Linked DNA regions of Hordeum vulgare: region 2 is linked to region 1. The links are chromatin contacts, called in public Hi-C maps. All regions are on one chromosome and are shown on one strand. Each heading gives the region's core, a stretch centred on a gene start, on an enhancer-like site or on the middle of the called end of the contact. The rest is flanking DNA. Distances are from core to core; before and after follow the strand shown.

Region 1 (6,724 bases), core at 2,770-5,269:
GCTAAATTATAAAAGTGGGTACAGCAGAATTCAATATCATTTTAGAGTATATTTTTTCTTTTCTTTTTCTTTCAATGGACACCCACGGTTATTCCCATTAAAAGAACTTCTAGATTTTGCAGTCTGGCAGAACAACGAAGCGAAAATAATCATTCTACTAGTGTTTTATGTTGTTGTTGATTTAGCCGGTCAAGTAGATAAGATTTTCGCTACTATCTTCATACCAGTATACTACAAATACATTTCGTTCTTGGCATGTCTTAAGTGTGAAAGATTTAAAACTTTGACCGTAAATATTATTTCAAATGTTTAGTTTTTTTTTGGGAGTGAAAAATACTTTGATTGAGACCTTCTAAATCATATGTTGAGATCCGTCTCGAAAAGTATATGAACGCCGCTACGCGATCGTCGACGGATTTTTTGAAAAGATTCGTCGCCTCGCGAGCCGTTAGATCCGACCGATTGAGCGACCAAGTGTCTTGTTTTACCATTGCAACATAGAACGTGTTGTAGGAAATTTCCGCAACACGGGTCATGTTACAAAAATTCTTGCAACATAGGTGAAGTTTTTGAATTTATTTATTTGCAACGGAGGTCTCGTTGTAATTTTTTTTCTATAACAAAAGTCTTGTTACATTTTTTTTCCAACAAAGACCTTACAACAGAAACTCATCGTAACAGACAGTGAGTAGCGGCCACGTTAAACGAAAGAAAGCAAAATGACGTTCGACGCGTCACATGGACTAACCGGTGGATGCTCGCACGAGAGATCCGCTCGTGGAAGCCAAGCGTTTTTCAAAGTATGTTCACAGTTTAATTCGTTTGGTATATAATGTAGCAAAAGTTAGCGGTCAAATAAAAATCTAAAAACCATGCTTGTATGTTAAATGACATGTATTTGTAATGGGTATGCGGAGGTCATATATGTGGTTAGAGTAGACCCGTCCAGGACATATACCAAATTTCAAATAATCAATGGATATGTGTTCCCCCTGTCGCACCCTTTCGTGAGACCCTGTTAATCCTCTTTGTTGATGTGCATCCCGAAGAAAGAAGCCGTGATCTTCAAGCCTTTGCCGTCACGAGAATCTGCACGGGACGCATCAATAATACTTTTTTTTTGCGAGGGGCATCAATAATGTTTCTAGGCAGCGTGTCACCATTCCCTGACTGTATCAACGATGTGCAATATCCATTGATTGATGCATTATTAGTTGCACAAGTTGATACTATTATCCAGCTGCTTTTTATTGGACGGGTATCCAGTCGTCTTTGTTGGTAAAATATTGCAAGAGTACTTGGGCTATGTGCCGTCCCTCGAGATTGTGGCACCCCGTTTGGAGCAAAACGTGCTTGGTCCGAAGCATATGAGTGGACAGCTCACTTTTAAAATAAAAAAGCACTCAATTAGTTTACTCATTCAGAGACAAGCGACAGTTAGTTTACTCATTCAGAGACAAGCGACAGTTTCATCACTTCATCAGTATGTATATGCTGTTCCCAGTTCAGTACAGGTAGTATATCTTCAGTGCTCTGGTCAGCAATGTACTACTAGTAACTCGTCTGTAGTATGTATACACCAGAAATGAAATCAATTAAGTAACTTTGATTTGAACTTACAAAATGAGAACTCATCAGCTATACCCCAACAAACCAAGTAACCAAATAACCCAAGACAAACGCTCTAATCAATCCTGCAGCTGGTCCAGCGCCTTGAGGAGAAACGGCTTGAATCTGGTGACATTGACCATGACATCCTGCTTCATGACGATCTCTGCGAGCGCCGGCCATCCCTGCGCGTGGATCTGCATGGGGTTCTTGAACACGTAGTGGTCTCGGGAGTACTTGTCCTTGAGAGTCGTCTCCTCCTCGGACACGTAGTACTCGACGTACCGGAGCTGCATGTCGCGCGCCGGCTGCCCGTAGAAGTTGGTGGCCATCCAGTCCATCTTGCCCCACGGCACGATCTGCACCAGCACGGCGCCCGTGGGCAGGAAGATCTGGTTGGTCAGCCCGGCGCCGTGCACGGCCAGGAGCACGTCGGCGGCGTTGACGGTCTCGGCGAACGCACGCACGTCCGCGCCGGCCTCCGCCACGGTCACCTCGAAGCCGAGCTGCTCGCAGAGGGCACGGACGGCGGGCAGGTTGAGCAGCTTGCGCGTGCCCTTGCGCTCGATCATGAGCATCTTGGGCCTGACGGTCGTCTTCTCGCCGAGCACCGCGGGGACGTCCCGCGGCAGGCCGAACGCGCGGCGGAGGAACCGGTTGTAGTCCACCATGGTGTAGTTGTGCGGGTTGCGGGTCGCGTGCGGGGCGATGATGAGGTCGCGGTCGCGGTATAGCCCGAGCTGCCCGCCGGGGAAGCAGTGCACCTCCTCCTCCTTGTCGAAGTTGATCACCTCATAGTTGGACAGCTTCTTGAGCAGCGGCGCGAATTTCTTGACCCACCACGGCTTGAAGTTGGTGATGAGGAGCTGCACCTCGCCGGCGAAGTGCGCCGTGGAGAGGAAGAGCGGGATCATCACGTCCGTGTTGTCGTGGAAGAAGTTGTCGGTGTAGCCGGCCGTGGAGAAGACCACCGCGGGGACGTCGTGGCGCCGGGCGCACGCGGGCGCCGAGACCGGCGACGCCACGGACTTGATGGTGACCTCCACGACGCCCGGGAGCAGGAAGGTGTCCTTGCGGGCGTACGGCCGGATCTTCTTCTCCCCGTTGTCGTCGAACGGGCCGGCGCCGGCCGGGTTGATGAAGAACATGGTCTTCTCCTTTGGGCTGACCCGGACGTCGCCCGTGAGCTCGCAGACGGACGGGCGCGCGTAGGGGAAGCCCTCGTCGACGGCGTTCTCGTCGCAGGTCATCTTGGCCTTGGCCTCTTCTGTTTTATCGCCACCGTCTGACCAAAATACGGATCATAAGTTCAGACTAAAAGTATACCAAGTACTATTCGTAAATGAACTAGATTAGTACTGTATCGAGGGGATTAAAGCTAAGCTCTTTGGGGAATCATCATCTATTAAAGGCAAGATCTCTGTTTCCATTTGATTTAAGATCCCAGCCGGATTCAGGTAGAGACAGGGAAAGAAATGGAAAAGAACTCACCTGGTTTGGTTACCGCGGTCTCCTCTTTTTCGGTGCTTTCTGTCTCCGCTGGGGTCTCCGCCTTTTCATCGATCTTTGTTTCTTGTGGAAAGCCGGGCTCCTTCGGCTCCGCGTCGCCTCCACCCAGATCTTTCTGCTCCTCGACTTCGACCTTCTTCTGCACCGGCACGGCCTGCTCCGTGCTGGGCACCGCCGTGGACGCGGGCGGGGCGTTCTTCATCACCATGGACGTGCTCTCTGCAGCAGCGACAATTTTTTGTTTTCAAATCAATCAGCAAGCTTGGAAACCCAAACAAACATCTACTAAGAAACGATTCTTGCGCGAAGATGAAGAAGTGGATCGGAGGCGCTCACCGAAGACCGGGGAGTAGATGGCGAAGAGGCGGGCGAAGGAGATGTAGGTGAGGAGGGCGAGGCAGCAGCCGGCGACGAGCCCAATCCCGAGCTTCTTAGGCTCGATCCTGCTCAGCTCCTTGGCCAGCCGCGGCTGCCTCCGCTCGCCGGGGCCGGCCGGCGGCTTTGACCCGCGCGCGTACGCCGTGGACGCCATGGAAGATCACCCACCCCCAGACACAAGACACGGCCACGACCCACGACCGATTCCCCCGGCCGGACAGCGCAAGAGAAGAAACAAAACAATCACACCACGAGGCCAGGCGCCCCCCGATATATCGGCCGGCCGATCGATCGCCACCGAACCGCGACTTTCTTTTCGCTTCTAAAAAAGCCTATTGGATCGGCAGCGCTGCATACGGGCCGGGGTGATGGTAACATGTAGCGGATGATTGGACCGACTCTTCCTGCAAGCAGTGGCATAATTCGTTTTGTTCGTTGGGGTTACTACTACTAGACTAGTTTGGCGCGGCGGGGGAGGCGGCTTGCTTGCTTCCTCACCGATTCCTTGCTTTGACTCGTCCGCAAGTTGTGTGAAGAATAATTTGGACTTGGCACCTAATCCCGTCGTGGGCAGCAGGGGGGCGTTCTTGATTATTGAGTTGTCATGTTCTGGTTTCATTATTTTTTTCCTTGATGATGAATGGTGGTTCGGCCGGGACAGGGACTTGTGGAATCGTGGAACCAGTCCGTTGGACGTGGGAAGGTATCCATCCATTCTCCATTGGTTGATTGCTTCCATTCCATACTCCCCCGTTGCACAGGGACGCTTGGTCGCTCGTGGGAGGGAAGGCGTGGATTCCGTCGGATAGGCAGTGTTTACGGCATCTCTCACGTTATCTGCGAAACCAACACCCTCAAATGTCTCTCAACATGTTCGGGCGTGTCCGACGACATCTGCCATACTTTTTTTCTTCTTCTTATGAAAGTACGCCTACGCATACCATAACTTTATGGAATGCAAAATTGTAAGTACAAAAACACTATCGCTCGCTGCGACAATAAACGTAACGCGAACTCAGCAGCTGGGCATGTGCAAATACAGCCACCAACAACCAAACAAAAACTACTGAGTAGAAGAGTTTGCCCTAACTGAACACAACACTGCGTCTCGACTAATGCCGGACGAATTGAGAGACGTGAGTTGTGGAGAGGTGTGGTCCGACTAACGATGGGCCGAATGGACCAGTCGGACTCCCTTAGACTTTACATAATTTATTCGCGAGATTAGAAGTCTTCTGGGCAAATGTTTACTATTAAGAGGGAGTCGATGCATCCTTTGATTTGACCATTACAGTCATTAATAAAAATAATAATTAAATATCAAGCATCAAATTAATTTAGAATTCAAAAGTATATAATTAACCATGCGTGCAGTTAATTAGGTTTGTTTAAATAGAAAAAGATTCATATTGAAATCAATTTGAAAGCTAGGCCATTCATACAATTAACTAGCCATGCAATCAATAACTAATGCAGTTAATCATGTGTGTTTAGTAAGTTTTTTTTCAGCGGTCTAATAATGAAATATTGAAATCATCAGGAAAAAACATTTCAATTTTCTTTACGTGTAAGTACTTTTTAACTTGAACATTATTTTTAGGACATCGATAACCACCATACGTGCATTGGGAGCAACATCCAATTACACGCCCAATGATCACATATTGCACCACATCATCGCATGCATGCATAAATGACGGAACTGATGATGTCAACTTAAATCTTTCGGATTTTTTATTTTTAAAAAGTTGTACCTCACCAAAGAAAAATCTAATTGAAAATCCATTTTTAACATTAAATCCGTAGCTACGAAATATTTGAAACTAGGTCTCATATCAATATGTTTCGTTGACTTTTTGTTGGGTTAACAATTGTCATGTGTATTGCATATAAATTGCCTGGTGTTTACAGTATGGTTGCCATGATATGCTTCAGCTAATTTTTTCTATGTTTAAAGTATTTGACATGCTATAAAATGGAGAATTAAAAAACTAAACTTGTCACACTGAATTACAAAAATTTGTCATGATTCATGAAATAATTTTGACATGTAATTAAAAAGAAACCCATCATTAATTACTTTAAAATGCATGGTTAATGACTCAAGTTTGTCATGAACCATAAACTAAAATTGACATGATGAATTACTTAAATTTATGATGATACATGCACTAAAATTTGCTAAGGTTCATACAAAAAATGGTTTCCTTCATAAAAAAATTAGGATTGTCATGGTCCAAAATACTAAAATTGGCATGATCCATAAACTAAATTTCTCATGATCTATAAACTAAATTTGTCATGATGAATTACTAAACATCGCCATGATTCATGAATTATTTGCCGTGGTTAATTACTAAAAAATAGTCATGGTCAATTAATAAATTTTGCAACAAAAAGCAGTTGAAAAAACAACAACAACTTTATATCTAGAAAAAAAATAGATGAAACATATCATGACAATTTTAATGTAAACTCTATGACAACTTTTTTGAACACACTACACACGCAATCGCTCATATATACGCGCATACACTCAGCCATATGAGCGCACACATGAAAACCATACCCTTATGAGCATCTCCGAGAGAGACTGAGCCGGCATATCATTTTGAGATTTACAAAGTTCTAAAATAAATTCAAAAATAATGCGAGCACCAGGACTTGAACCCTGATGGACTGAGAATACCACTATCCCTCTAACCATTCAACCACAGATTGGTTCGCGTAAACTCTATGACACTTACAGTGTAAACATCATGGTGAAATTTGGCCGCAAAAATAGTCGTTGAAATATATCAATATGTGATCTAGTTTGAAGATCTCGTCAAGGCCAATTTAGGGATGAAAATGGATGTTTAATCAGATTTTTTATTTAAAAGATAAAACAATTTTAAGTTTAGAAAAACAAAACAAAAAATCTGTTGTTGTCATCTGTTTGATGTGGTAAGATGAATGATGATATAAGAGCAAGTACAATAAGGTATAGTCAGCAGGCTGTAAGGATTAAAATACTATATTTTTGCTGAGTTGGATGAGAGAGAAGAGGAGAGAGAAGGGAAGCGGGCTCTTCGTGAAAAGCTAGCTCTAGCACGTGCTCCTAGGTGCTTTATGAGAATGAAAAGTGGACCATATATGATAAAAGTAGTACTCTTTTATAGTTAACTATTGTACAAGCTAGCTATAAGATGGGCTATAAGACTGTTTATAGTCAGCAGTTGGCTATACT
Region 2 (6,724 bases), core at 2,237-4,736, 500 kb before region 1:
TGTGAAAACAGTTCATTGGATTTGATACAAAGTTCAGTGATTTTGAAAAGCGTTCATTGAATTTGCAAAAATGTGTATGTGTTTTCAAAATATGTTCAACAAATTTGAAAAAAAGCTCCAGAAAAATTTAAAGGGTTACCAGATTTGAAAAAAGAGTAAAAAAAATGAAACAAAAAAAGAAAAACAAAAAACATGAAAATCCAGTCCTGAAAAAACCTAAAAAAACAAAATGTTTCCAGAAGCTTCACGAAACTGGAAAAACCTCCCTCCCACTAAAACTTAGATGGGCGTCCATTTCTGAATGCACATTAACCAGCGCCGAATAATATTTTCCCGCGTCCACTCCCTGGCGCGTGTGGGCCACATAGGAAATATTTGCGGGATCTCTATCTACGGAGCTCCTATGCGCCGCATTATGCAAGTAGCTGCTCAACGCACACAGATGCAGCGATCAGGGCCGGCTAGCATTTTCGTTTTCTGCTATTTATTTCGTTTTTTAAGTATTTTGATTTCATTTTCCATATCTTTCTTGTTCTTCAAAATTTCATTTTTTGTCAAAATTTCGAAAAAATATTTAGTAGCTCAAAAAATGTTGCTATTATTTTTTTATTCACAAATTTAAAAAATGTTGGCATATTTAAAAAACTTGTTGACATTTCATCAAGGATTCATAAAATAGAAAAATGTTCAGGACTTTCAAAAAATGGTCGGTATGTAAGAAAAATGTCCGTGTTTTCCAATTCTTCGGGGACTATCATAAAATGTCTTCTTGATTTTAAATTTCGGACATATTTTATAAAAGAGATTTTTTAATATAATTCCTGGACACTTTTTGAAACACAAACATTTTTATGAAAATTTTGAACAAATTTAGAGAGTGAGACTAACTTTTTAAACACAAACATTTTGTGAAAATCGTGGTTATTTTTTCAAAAAGATAAAAAAATTGAAACACAAATATTTTTATTAAATCATGATTTTTTTGCTGAAAAACGAAAAACATGTTCTTAAATACATGAATTTCTTTCAAAATATGGATAATTTAGAAAAATTGTACATTTTTTGAATGAGAGAACCATTTTTGAAACACTAACATTTTTTAAAATATGAACTCATTATAAAAGCAAGAATATTTTTTGAAATTCCTAATTATTTTTTAAAGCACGAGCATTGAAATCTATATTTTAAAAAATCTCATAACACGAGAATATTTTTTGAAATTCAAAACAAAAATTAGAAAATGTTAAACAAAAGGAATAGGAAAAGGGAAATAGAAAATATTATTTGAAAGACAGTGTTAAAAACGAAAAAAAAACAATAACATTTTTTGAATATGTTGTACATTGTTTGAAAGTAATTGAACAAGTTTTCAAAATCCCGAACATTTTTTGAAGTCATGAATATTTTTTTAAATGGAAATCATTTGAAATGTAGATCATTTTCTAAAAGCAAGGAAAAAAAATTCAAACTTGAACTTATTTTTAAAAATATAAAATAAACTTGAAAAAAGGAAAAATAACAAAACACAATAAGAAAATAAGAAAAAGAAGAAAAAGAAACAGAAAAACGAAAAAAGGGTAAAATAACCAAAACAAACCAGTTCAGGGAACCTTCAAAATCGGTGACTAAGCGAGCTGGACCGGCCGAATAGAATCGGGTGTGTGCGGCGCCTAGATATCTCGCCGCATAATGTGATGAATAGGGTATTCCCTCTATTTGGTGTTTCAGTGCCCACTGTAAACCATTTTGCCAAATATTATTATTTTTATTTCTGAATCGCGAAAATGAAATTGTGTGCGATGGGATTCAAACCAGAAACCTCTGGTGTTCTCGGTTAACTTATATAACACCTGATATAGCACACATTACATGGGAACTTTCTCCGTTTGTAGCTTTTTATTTTACATCCATTTCCATTTCCATTTTATTTATTTTCTTTCTTTTAATTTTCATTTATTTTATTTTTCCTTTTAAATTTTTCTATTTGTTTTCCTACTTATTTCCATTTTCTTTCCTTTTTCCTTTCCTTTTCATTCCTTTTTATATTTTTCCTTTTGTTGTTCTTTTTTTCTATTTTTAAATTCGTGAACTATTTTAAAAATCCGTGAACTTTCATCAAATCAATGAACTTTTTCCAGTTTTTATGAAAAGTAACGAGCGCTGGTGAAGTATAATTTTTATAAATGGGATGAACATGTTTTGGAATTTGTAAACATTTTTAAATACATGAATATGTTTTCACATTGCACAAACACTTACTAAAAATGCATGGCATTTTTTGAAATGCGTGAACATTTCAAACATGTTTTTGAATGATATATATATTTATATTTATAAGCCATAGAAATATGTTTTTAACAGGCCATGAAACATTTCTTATTTGTTAATATAATGTTTTCATTCCACAAATGTAAATAAAAGTAAAATAACAAAAATAGACAAAGGCAATAAGAAAAAAAAAGCGAGGGCTCCTACGTGGTGGGCCAACTCATTAAGGGAGTCCTTGTGGCCGAGGAGAAGCGGTTGAGAAAAAATGTTGCCTAATTTTTACTGTCTCTCTTTCTATTTTCTAAACAAAATCTATTATAAAAATTCATCGAAAGTATAAAGCATCTCAAACATATTAAAAATTATATCGAGATTTTGAGACCATCAAACAATCACTACTATCGCCGTAACAAACAACCGAGGTTTCGTTGTTCCCGCTTCCTTACATGAGCCAGCTTGACCCGGTCGATGACATCTGAAAAGTCTCCATGCACGTGTCCCTAAGGAGTAGCGCCCTTAAGCTGCAGTCGTCGTCATGACCCTTGCATAGATATGAAGCTTACATCAAATCTCGCCACACAATGAAAAACCATAACTCATCACTGAAATTAAAAAAACGACAGAAATCTACCTAGAAACTCAAACATACGTAACTCGAGAAGGATTGTAGCCCAGGAAAAATAACTCAGAGATGAAGCGTCGCCATCCGCCTGAGCATCGCATCGGGATTTGTTCCTTCTCCATCGTCGACCGTCGGAGGGACAGGTAGAAGGGAGGCGAATCCACAAGCTCGTTGAAGAAGTCTGAAGGAAAGAGTTCGCTCTAACCGTATAGAATTAGCAAGTTTGTTCACCATGACCCAGACACCACATTCCGTAAACCCAATCCGTGAGAGGAACTCTCTGCAGACGAAGCATTACTCCACACGAACCAAGCGCAGCGGACAGTCAACGAGGCCGACTGGGATACAAACAAAAACCGGTCGACCTTATGCTTAGCAAACCCGTCTGCTGTCATACCAACAGTTCTTGAACATGACCTGTCCGCGGGCACTGCTGTTACCCCGGAAACAGAAGCGGAGTATCATACTACGAGTCAGTAACAAACAAGGGCCAATGAACTGCAAACCGGGGCCGTTGATAGGCTGCTGCAGTGTCGAGGTCCACCGCCCGCTGGGAGACGTGACGTGCAGAATGGGAGAGCTAGCTAGCTAGCCAGCAAGGCAGCAACGCATGATAGTCAGGTTTGATGCCCCCTCTCGCCGCCAGCGGCACGTTCCGTGGAATAATCAGACTAGTTTTTTTTTAGGTGCTACTCAAGCCAGTTAGAACCACATGGAAATCGCCACCCTCTGCCTGGCTTCCTGCATAAATACGTCCGCGGCGCAGACATTACCCGTCGCGTAAGGCGAGCCTCTTGCACACAGACGAAAGAAGGCAGAGCGGGAGGGAGGGAGGGAAACGATCGTCGCGAGCGCTTCGACGGCAGCATGACCGCCGACCCTTCGTCGTCGTCGTCGACGGCCGGGGCGCCGTCGGTGAAGGGCGTGGCGAGGACGCTGTCCCAGCACCACCGCGCCGTCGTCGGCTTCCTCTTCGGCTTCTTCGTCATCCTCGTGCTCTACACCACGGCGTCCGGCCAGTTCGGGACGACCAACACCATCGGTTAGTAGCAGTAGCAACCTTCGTTCTACTCCTATACAAGTTACCTGCATGCGGTTCTCCATGCTTATTTACCGGGGTAACGTCCTCGACGTTTCTCTTCACCCTGGTCATACTTTTTTTTTTGCATAGACACCCTGGTCATACTAGAGCGTACACTTTTTACTGCTTCCTTTACGTACTCCACTTTTTTTTTTTTTTTTTGCGTATACTTTATGTACTCCACTATAGTTGAAGAATATTGCATCAGATTTCTGTTCACAACTTGATGGCCAAACCCGGCTATATCCTCCTCTTTTTGCTTCCCTTGACCCCAATGGGAGACTCGGTGACGTATGGAATTCTCCTTCATGACTTGTTCTGCTCTACAAAATTAAGAAAACAGTGGAAAACCAGTCACCTTTCTTTTTCAGGAGAATGACGCTTCTTCCTCGGAAGTATTCAAACGATACGTATGCAACCATAGTTTCCATCCAAATTATTGTGCTGCATTAATTGTTCTACCACTACATATAGATATAGCCAAGCCACATTTCCTCGACAATTAATTGTCACCTCCCCTGCAATCCGCTCCAAATCCATACTCACCAACTACACTAAATTATACTAGAAGAATCACTCAATAGTATTTCTGGCAGACTCGTAACGGGACCACACACATATCAAAATATGTAACGCATATATATTTACATTATTTGCAAATTTTGACCATACTTCCTCCGTTCATAAATATACGTTGTTTTGAATATTTTAATATAAACTATATACGGACTGAAATGAGTGAAGAAACACACTAAAACGCCTCTATATATCTAATTCAATTTAGGGAGAAAAAATTCTTATATTTGTGAACGGAGGGTGTACTAGCTATTCTACTTCCTCCATTTTTAAATATAAGTTTTTTTAGACATTTCATTAGAAGACTACGTAAATCTATATTTCAAAATATTTTTATAACTTTATATATATGCATTGGTATGTAATCCCTTGTGAAACCTTTAAAAAGCTTTATATTCAAAAACGGAGGGAGTAGTATGCATGTGGAATGTCAAAGCATGTGCTTGATATCTCCAGGTTGTCACGCTTACCATACAACACAACCAGCTAATTTTGCCTGTATATCTACGTTCTTGCAGTCGCCCTGCGGTCCACGCCGGCCGAACAGAATGCCAGGACTTCCCCTCCTCCTCCAGCGTCGACACCAACGTCGTCGGCGCCAAATAATATTTCCACCCAAGGTATATTACGACTACGCGTCCGGTGACGTATCTTTACATTCTGATTTAGCGCAATCATCGCTACCCTGTTAACTATAATCAAATGTTGTGAAGTCGTTGTTAGTGTGCTCTGGAGTTTGTTTTTTGGGGTAAACAAACTGTGCTGAGCATCGGGTCCTGACAAATGGCGAAACCGAACTGCGCTTGGCCCACGGCGCGCACATGTACGTAGATACGTCAGGGTGCCGCGTCGTGATCAGCGGCTTAATAATGGCCTAATAGTAAACGATGGGGATGTGTGTCTACGTGTAGCACGGGGATTAGGTAGCACATAGTATAGCTTCAAATAAAAAATGGTAGCACATAGTATGTGTAGGAAGGATCATAGTACTGTACGCTTTTAGAGAGGGAATACGATTATACGTACCTACTTTTCTTAGAGAGAGCGCGTGTGCATACTTGACTACTTGTTACTAGTTGATTGTTAGGCGGTTTTGTGTGCGCACACATGCATGTATCTACTTCAACTCTTTGTTACACCAAGCTACGTTTGAAAATATAGCAAGTTTTTTTTTTGAAATTAAGAAAATATAGCAAGTTGGTACATATATGTAACGTTTATTCAAGTGATTACACTTGACAGCCGCAGTCGGCGAAGCAATTCTTGCTTCGATAGCATGCTTTATATATAGTGTACTCGAATATCTAAGGCCACGTAATTCTGCGTAATTTGCATTTGCTTTTGTTGATGTATACCTAACATTGACAGCTGCGGTACGTGACATGGAAAAAGGCAAGAAGGACGAGGCAGCCAAGACGACGGGAGAAGTACGCATCCGAGACAAGAACGTAGCACCTGGAACCGACATGAACAACAAGACTGCAGGTAATACTTCGACCTTTCACTGCCTAACTCGTCCTTGTTGGCATACTGTAATTATTTTGTTGATTGAGTACTCTCTAGTCTCTCTTGAGGTTGATTTACTGATGATTGACTGGCTGTGATTTAATCAATTCAGATAGCGTGCAAGCGAATAGGACAGGCCAGTCAGGCCAGACGGTAAATGATGCTAGTGACAGGATGGAGGAAGAGCTCATCCGGCAGGAGCTAGGTCAAGACGGCGACAAGAATGAGAGCAACGTCAAGCAGCTGGGTTAGTTACCAGAAAATTTCACTTCCATTCCTATATGCAGTCAATATTCGTGATCTGAATCAGTGAGACGGTAAAACGTCGGCCGCGCATGCATGCAGGTGCCCCGCCCAAGCCCGTCTGCGACCTGTCCGACCCCAGGTATGACATCTGCGAGATCTCCGGCGACGCCCGGGCCATCGGCGGCAACCGTACCGTCCTGTATGTGCCGCCCGCCGGCGAGCGTCGGGCCGACGGCCAGGAATGGGCCATCAAGGACCAGTCCCGCAAGTACCTGGAGTATATCGACAAGGTGACGGTGAAGACCCTGAGCGCCGCCCAGTCCCTGGTGGCGCCCGAGTGCACCTCCCGGCACGCCGTCCCAGCCGTCGTATTCGCCATGAACGGGCTCACGTCCAACCCATGGCACGACTTCAGCGACGTGATC

What was found. A called contact is a pair of places that touch in the nucleus more often than the background predicts.
Region 2: a contact with region 1 is called in a Hi-C map of seedling, with 6 times the contacts expected there. The contact joins the promoter of LOC123412225 here to the promoter of LOC123412098 in region 1. A contact is called at or near these places in 3 of 6 Hi-C or Micro-C datasets (leaf and seedling).

The regions. Positions count from the first base shown.
Region 1 is chr7H:158,140,699-158,147,422 of MorexV3_pseudomolecules_assembly, reverse strand. It overlaps LOC123412098 (beta-1,2-xylosyltransferease XAX1-like), which reads right to left and starts at 4,019. Exons shown (of 3, transcript XM_045105046.1): 1 at 3,454-4,019; 2 at 3,100-3,336; 3 at 1,574-2,893. The coding sequence starts at 3,649. The coding sequence ends at 1,689.
Region 2 is chr7H:158,644,985-158,651,708 of MorexV3_pseudomolecules_assembly, reverse strand. It overlaps LOC123412225 (beta-1,2-xylosyltransferase XYXT1-like), which reads left to right and starts at 3,486. Exons shown (of 6, transcript XM_045105166.1): 1 at 3,486-3,511; 2 at 3,577-3,932; 3 at 5,066-5,167; 4 at 5,940-6,032; 5 at 6,166-6,300; 6 at 6,399-6,724. The coding sequence starts at 3,501.